Linked DNA regions of Bos taurus: region 2 is linked to region 1. Evidence: chromatin contacts called from public Hi-C data. All regions are on one chromosome and are shown on one strand. Each heading gives the region's core, a stretch centred on a gene start, on an enhancer-like site or on the middle of the called end of the contact. The rest is flanking DNA. Distances are from core to core; before and after follow the strand shown.

Region 1 (3,996 bases), core at 1,205-3,704:
GCCAGCATGTAGATCAGCGCCGTCAGGGTTTGGAGGATTTCCTCAGAAAGTAAGTGTGCAGAAACTCTGGTGGCCAGATGGGAGATGCGAGCACAGCACTCTGTAAGAATTGAGGGTCCTGTGATCAAGCCGGAGAGAATGTTCCTGTTTCTAAAATGCTGATAATCTGCTTTGGAGGGATGCTCAGTAATTCATTTCCTATATTGTTAGCCATTCAGTCGTGTCTGACTCTTTGCGATCCCATGGACTTTAGCCCACCAGTCTTCTCTGTCCAAGGGATTCTCCAGGCAAGAATACTGAAGTGGATTGCCATTCTCTTCTCCAGGGTATCTTCTCAACCTACGGATTGAACCTGGGTTTCCTGCATTGTAGGCAGATTGTAGGCAGAGTCTGAACCACCAGGGAAGCTAGTTTAACCCCTGCCTCCATCCTTACATGTCTTTCTTTTCTCTGTGTCTCAGATTTCCTTTCCTTTCTCTCAAAAGAACATCAATCATTGGATTTAGAGCCCACCCTAAATCCAGGATCATCTGTCTTGAGATCCTTAATTTAATTACACCTGCTAAAATCTTATTTCCAAAGGTCATGATCATAGGTTACTGGGATTTAAGAAGAACATCTCTCTCAAGGAGACACAATTCAGTCCTCTACAGTAACTTTCAGGTATTGGCCAATAGAAGCCAATACTAATCCTCCTCAGAACTATAAATCCATTTGTGCCGCGCTGTGCTCAGTCATTTCCTATATTAGAGCACCATCTTGTGGCTCACCTCACACAGTGCATATTCAGGACCAAACCTTCCAGAAAGAAAACAATGAACTAATTGAATCAGATAATAAATATATACTCCCTTAAGCTATAAAGCAGAGCCAAATTGCTTGGGAGTTTAGCTGACAAGAGTAAAATTTGCCAGGAAACAAATGTTCCTTATTAAAAGCACTTCTTAGAAACTCTGTATTTACAACGTTTAGGATCGACATACCAACATCAGCTCTACAGTGGGCTGCTAACAGTGTTCTGAGCTCCTCTAAGTGAATAACTTGTTGCTACTCTTTGGAGGGAATGTTTATAAGGGAGTATTTATTGGTGTTTTAATAGTCTTAGTGGGTTATTAGGGCTTCCCAGGTGGCGCTAGTGATAAAGAACCTGCCTTCCAATGCAGGAGATGTAAGACACATGGGTTTAATTCCTGTGTCAGGAAGATCTGCTGGACAAGGGAATGGCTACCCACTCCAGTATTCTTGCCTGGAGAAGCCCATGGACAGAAAAGCCTGGCAGGTACAATCCATGGCGCTGTAAAGAGTTGGACACAACTGATTGTCTTAGCACACATGGACACAGAAGGTTATTAACTCTGAAACACTTGGTTATGGTTGGTGCTGCAGTGAAAGTGACTTGAATTCACACTGCTATGATTCCTCTTTTTTTAATTTCTACTCTGTAATACTGGAATATTCATCCCATGGGACAACACACTAATCTGCACACAGACTCTGAGGCCAGACTGCCTGGGTTCAAATCCTGCTTCTGCTACTTTAGCTGGGAATTTAGGCAAGCCTTTTACCTCCTCTGCGCTTGTGTTTGCCCACCTGTAAAATGGGGTAATAATAGTATCTACTTCATAAGGCTGTCAAGAGGATTGAATCAGTTAATGAATGTAAAGCACTCACAACAGACTGAAGTATAATGTGTGATAGCCAAGTATCAGCCACTATTTTAATGCACTTAGACATGAAATAGCTTTGAGCTAATTTTTCTGTCTTCCTATTTATAGATAAGGGAATAAGCTGAGTCCTATGACTACTAGTTAGTGCAGGGCCCAGTCTCCTGAACTCTTTTTCTACTAGCTTCAGGATCTGAAACCATCTTGAATGTTCTACTCGGCACCTTCGAGCTAGCCTGAAATAATATACTGCCCTCTGGCTCTCTCTCTCTCTATGGCTCACTCATCAAAGGCTTGGGTATTAAGTATCCACATGAATATTAATATTTATTTCTATTAGATTGGTATCATGCTTTTCCTTTGAAGGGGTCATAGAGACATACAGAAACAGCCAAGGTTATAAATTGAGGGAGGGCTGGAAAAGAAAAAGGTGGGGGCGGGAAATGGAGGAATAAAAATGTCAAGAGAACAGAAGAATCTAACTGAGCCAAGTCCTCAGAAGTCCTCACAGTGGTGTTCTGTGGCGTTTCCTAGGCATGACAACAAAGACCTGCTCAAGTTTTTCCTGCCCTTTCCTTTTGGGTATAGCTCCAATTTTAATTGTCTATATGAGACCCAGGTGGCTGATGGCCTCTCCCTAAAGACCTGATCCCCACAGACAAGTTTGCAGAGTGGCCTGTCACTCCAGATGCTGCTGGGGGAAACTGCAGACCGGCCATCGCCAGTGAGTCCCGGACAGGGCTAGTCATATCCTGCAGTCTCCGTAAGCATTTGGGGAGCTGCGTGTTTTCTGTAGAGAAGTGTCCTTATTTGAGATCAAAGGACACCATGTGTCTCTTTGCTTATGTTGCTTGTTAAGCTCAAGGCCTGTGTTTTTTTGACCAGGAATTACTTCATTGTTTTGAACGTGACCTTTCTTTGCACAATTGGGCAACCAAATTCCTGCCAGTGTGAGAGTCAGCAGGCTGTTGAGGGGCTGTGCGTAGCTACTCTAGGTTACTCTTGCATGCTGTGTTGTTTGGCAGTTTGCTGGTTGAATTTCACGCAGAGGTCATAATGGAAAGTGTCTTGGGTCAGGAGCTGGAGGGATTGGGTTCCAGGTCTCCTGTGAATCTTGGCTCCTGGTTGTTTTCTGGCTCTGAAACCTCAGAAAAGTCATTCATTCCTGTGAGCCTTGGTTTGCTGGAAAGTGTGATAATGTAATACACACACCACCGGCCTCACGGGTAGTTGTGTCATTCAAAGGAAGGTTGGGAAAGGACTCAGTGAGCCAATATATGAAGTGACTGCTTTTGACCAGGCTGGGTACTGAGGATATAGGACTGCACAAGACAGACACATATCCTTGTCCTCTTGAAGCTTCCATTCTAGCGGGGAGGCAACTGCATACTTATCAGGGATGTCTTGATTCATTAAAGTTGAATCTTGATGTCATCCAGAAGTCAAATCATGGAGCAGACACCATCGTGATGTTATTTGTCCCGTTATGGTCTGTGAACATTAGTCTCCAAGAGATGAATTTCACATAAAACGTGAAAGCTGGTGCTTCTATGTAGTCTGCTCCTGAAGGAAACAAGGAGTCTAATACCACACTTTGGTTTAGTCCTCACTTAAAGGCCTTGAATGCTGTGGCCCCTGCTGTCCTCCCCACCGTCTTTTCTGTGCCCCTCAAATCTGATACATAGTCCTGTTCTTTGTCCAGTGTGTGCAGAAATAGCAACCTTGCATGTCTCTGCCTCTCGTGGACCCCTCTGTCCCCCCAGCCTGAGCCCACTTTGGGAAACTGGATGCAACGTGCAACTCAGCCATCTGTGTCCTGACCCCACCTTGAGGTCCCCTGAGGCTCTGTTGGTTACCCGTTAAGTGAGGCTACTATCGGTAGCCTATTCCTTGTTTGTAGGGCACTTTGGGAATTTAAGAAGAAAACACCACAATATTAAAGTACGAAATATGCCTGTGTATTGTAGATTTTTAGCGTGTATTTTTAATTATTGTTGGCTGCACCACACAGCATGCAGGATCCTAGTTCCCTGACCAGGGATTGAACCTGCACTCCCTGCAGTGGAAGCACAGAGTCCCAACCACTGGACCACCAGGGAATTCTCTTTTTAGCGTGTGTTTTTAAGACTTGGTTTTTAAACTGGTGATGATGAAGGGGAATGAAATTAGGGGGCTCCCCAATAAGTGCCCCAAATAAACATGCTGCTTTTTGAATTCTTAAAAAACTTGGTTTTTATATAAATTTTGAAGTTAAAGAGTGTTGTATATGTTCAACCTCTTTGAAACCAAAATACTGCTGTTTCTGTGCATAGGTGTGTATCTATAATATAAA
Region 2 (4,160 bases), core at 1,035-3,534, 400 kb before region 1:
TTTAAGATAGTAAGAATATCTTCAACAGTTCCTGTGACATCATTTTCTGTCACTTAATACGATGTGTGCAACATGAAGATAATGTTAATACAGAGAAAGTCTGCAGAGGGAGGGTTTTAATCACACAGACTCCCAGACCAGTCAGGAAGGAGTGTGTTGTTTGCTGCATTTGTGATTCAAGCTGGGTGCCCTATGCTGGGATGAATCTCGCCCTCTTCTGGCCCTGTTTGGCACTTTCAGAAATAAGATGTGAACACTGGCAAATCGCTCCTGCTGCTGCCTACCTGCTTCCCGAGCTCTGCACCTTGGGGGGCAGGGAGCCTGGCGTCCCTGTGGCTCATGGTGCCCACGGGGCCCACAGCAGGATGTCTTGAATTGGATAGTGCTGGGATATCCAAAAGAACCGGTGAGGGATGAAACCTGGGTTTTTGAAAGTTGTGACAAATTGGGGGGCAGATGTAAAAATCCAAGACTCCTATGCCAGTGGTACTAGATTTCTGGATGTGTCAGAAAAGACAGGAACAGAGGAGGGAAATCTGTCAGCTGAGCAGGGACACAGATGCTCTTAATAGTACACCATTATATTTTAACCTAAATCTGATGAACTATTATGATTGACATTGTTTGGGGGCTGGCGGCTGATTTTCCTCCTTTCCCTTGGTCTATTACACCCTCACTGATCTCAGGAGGAGGTGGGGTGGACAGCAGGGGGATGTCTGTCCCAGGCTTGGCCATTCAGAATCCCTCCTTCTCCACCAAAATCACTGGCCATATAAAATCCATCCCTGGGATTACCTGCTGAACCATGGCCCCTGTCCCTGCTTCCACTCTTCCAGGCTGTAAATGAAAGGATCCTGACCACTCAAGCTATTGACAGGACCCATAACGTGTATTGTTCTAATGTGTTAGCACCTGATGCAACCCAAATTATAAATTACCATAATCACCAAGGGTAGAATCCAAGGTTAATGATGAAACAAATTAATGCGTACTTAAAATATATAAACGTGTTCTGTAACTACTACAAGATGAAATAAGGTTAATTAAAGTAATTTTCAAAATATTAACAGCACCACAGTTCCAGCGAGTGCAGGAACATTATCAGCACATTTGAATCATTAAAGGATTTAAACAATTTATAGAGCCATGGAGAGAGCACTTATATTTTCGAAGGTCAAAAAAAGGATGAACTCTTAAGCGTTCTTGTGTTGTGTGTGAGCCTCTTTTGGTTTTCACATACTGTGGCATTATTATATATAAGATTTAAGCCACGCTAATATTATTTCTACTGAATTGTAGATTTTTATTTATGAAAGAGGTTATCTTGCCTATAGGAAAAATAATTGATTAAGTTTAACCGTTCACAAACGGACAGTTATTTGTAGGTACTTAAACATGAAGATCTATCCAAGTGTGGTCATTAGTCATCTTTACTGCTCGTCTGACTGCGTATAAGCGCTCAACTGAGTACAAAATGGTGAAGCTTTCTATAGTGCTACTGCTGCTTTGATTGATAATGGGAAGATAGAGCCACCATTTTTAATTTTTAAAATGCAAGATTATTCTGGAGTAAATTAACCTAATCACACAGCACAAGTAAATTAATGTCACTTCATTACCTAATAGCAAAAATAATATTAACCTAAAGAATCTAAATCCACTTCTGACACATATTCAATTTTTATAACGTTACGTTGACAGTTTTTTTCTGGATTATATGTGGTGGTTTTCAACATTAGCTGCTCTGCTAATTGGAAATTCTGGGACTGAGAGCACAGATGTCTCCGTGGTGTGGAGGAAGGCCAGGAATTGATCCAGCTGCATCACACCTCGGACACCACGCCACTAAAACACCACTGGGTAGTTTGTGTGGCCAGTCTGCCGTAAATTCACCCCGTGAGAAAGTCTCAGGGCTTTCACTCCTGTGGCATAAGTGGATTTTTTTCCCAAGCAGCCCACCTGGAGCTCTCGTCTGAAGAATTCAAGTTCTCCAGCTCCTTGACACCCCAACACTGTGTGCGGCGCCAGAGTCCAACAGTGTCTACACCATCTTCCCCTGCACCCTGAGGGGGTCTAGATCTTCCCCAAACGGGGCTCCACGTGTGGGTCACACAGGCCGGAAGAAAGGCCCTGAACTCACAAAATGTCTCCTCAGCCTTAACAGCTAGCAAAGTTGGGAAATTTATGTTGCAACCTTGAGAAAGGCAAAGTAAATACAGAGCACGCCAGCTATTTGTTTTCCTGTTGATGAATTCTCCAAGTTCAGACTGGAAGCCCTCCAAGGACTAAAGTCTCCTCCCAGAGTGGAATGTTAACCCCGAGTCCTTCGGCTGCTTTCCCTCTGGGTCTGTACTTCTCTTTCTTCCCCCCTAGAAAGTCCCAAATTATCTCTGGGCTTTTGCTTGCTGGGGATGTTGTTCAGGGCTGAGCCTGCTTCTCCTGATCCCACAGGACAAGCCAGGGCCAAAGACAGTGAAGGCAGAAACCACGTGACTACCCGGTAGAGGAACTTTCAAGAAGTTCTCGTAGCAAGGCTTCCTAGAGCCCAGCTCCTGCACATTTAGTGGAACTGGCTCAGCTCATGCAACAGAGTCAATTGTTTGGAGCCAAAATTTTCTAGCTTTAAGTATTTACCACACACTCTATTACAAATCTTATATCATAAATCTTGTATCATCTTCTCCTTGGCAACATAACAAATTAGCCCTCCATTTGTTTGTTTTTCTTTTTACATGAGCTAGTTTATAGACTAGTGTAGGTAAAATGATGATTTTAAATACTAACCACTATTTGCTTTTAGTGTTTACTCTGTTTTTACTATATTTAAAAAGTTAAATAGAATTTTTCCTCACTATAAAATTGGAACTATTTGGAACATGAGAAATGACTAAAAATTTAAAAATATTATTTATAATTTCATCACCCACAGTTAAGCATTGTTAACATTTCCATAAATTCTTTTTTTCCTCTGGTAGCTACACTATCTGGATGCTGACTTTTTTCATTACATCTTATATCATAAATATCTTCTCAATATTTATTTACTACCAATAATCTTCAAAATGAGGTTTTTATTGGAATGTATCATAATACTCTTAACTAACCTCTTATTGGTGGATATTATAAGTAGCATTCCAGTAAACACATTCCTATGTAAATCTTTAGTCACATATCCTTAGTATTAATTCCTTAGGATAGATTCCTAGAAATAAAATTACTGGGTAAAAGTATAGAGGAGCAGTGTTAATACATTTCACCAAACTCTTTTTTCCAATGCTTGTCCATTTATGCTTTCACCAGCAGTGAATGAGATGCCCTAGTTAGCTGTGTTTTCATCCACGTGGAAAACTGCTGTTTTCCTACCCTGGTCAATACAAGAGATACTTCCGGTGTCGAAACAGGTGGTGTGGCCCAGGGATGGGGAGGGCTGTAATCTGGGAGTCCGGAGGCCTGGGCTTGAAGGTAGGCTCTTCCATTAGTTAGCTCTGCAACTCTGTGGAAAACCCTCAGCAGGAAGAATGAAAAACTGAAACGGTAATGACTGCCCACGTGGGATAATAAATATGCAAATGTTTTGTAAATGTAAAATGTAAGGGCTTCCCTTTGCCACAGGTGGCGCTAGTGCTAAAGAACTTGCCCACCAATTCAGGAGACGTAAGGGACAAGGGTTCGATCCCTGGGTTAGGAAGACCTTCTAGAGGAGGAAGCGGCAACCCACTCCAGTATTCTTGCCTGGAGAATCCCATGGACACAGAAGCCTGGCAGGTTACAGTCCATAGGGTCACTCAGAGTCGGACACGACTGGAGCAACTTAGCACACACAGACACAAGGTTTTCCTATTACTGCCAGGTGCTTACCCATTGCCGAGTGAGTGAGTGAAAGTCACTTAGTCACGTCCGACTCTTTTCAACTCCATGGACTGTAGCCCAAGAGGCTCCTCTGTCCATGGGATTCTTCAGGCAAGAATACTGGAGTGGGTTGTCATTTCCTTCTCCAGGGGGTCTTCCCAACCCAGGGATCAAACCCTGGTATCCTTCATTGTAGGCATATTGTTTACCACTAAACCACCAGAAAAGCCCTACCCATTGCTACTAGTACCTAAGAAAAATTAGGATTTGAGTATGTACATTATAAACAAAAGATGAAATATTGATTTAAG

Evidence for each region. A called contact is a pair of places that touch in the nucleus more often than the background predicts.
Region 2: a contact with region 1 is called in a Hi-C map of liver, with 2.5 times the contacts expected there. The contact joins two enhancer-like sites. A contact is called at or near these places in 3 of 11 Hi-C or Micro-C datasets (liver and skeletal muscle).

Annotation. Positions count from the first base shown.
Region 1 is chr4:69,594,224-69,598,219 of ARS-UCD2.0, reverse strand. It overlaps SNX10 (sorting nexin 10), which reads left to right. Exons shown (of 7, transcript NM_001075375.1): 5 at 1-49. Among named protein-coding and RNA genes, the nearest start is that of SNX10, 59 kb to the left of the region's middle. Within about 2 kb of position 2,454, at least 5 of the 102 cell types and tissues checked have an H3K27ac peak or open chromatin away from gene starts, as enhancers often do. A contact at or near this core is called in liver, where this site is marked.
Region 2 is chr4:69,995,810-69,999,969 of ARS-UCD2.0, reverse strand. No RefSeq gene overlaps it. Among named protein-coding and RNA genes, the nearest start is that of MIR148D, 48 kb to the right of the region's middle. Within about 2 kb of position 2,284, at least 18 of the 102 cell types and tissues checked have an H3K27ac peak or open chromatin away from gene starts, as enhancers often do. A contact at or near this core is called in liver, where this site is marked.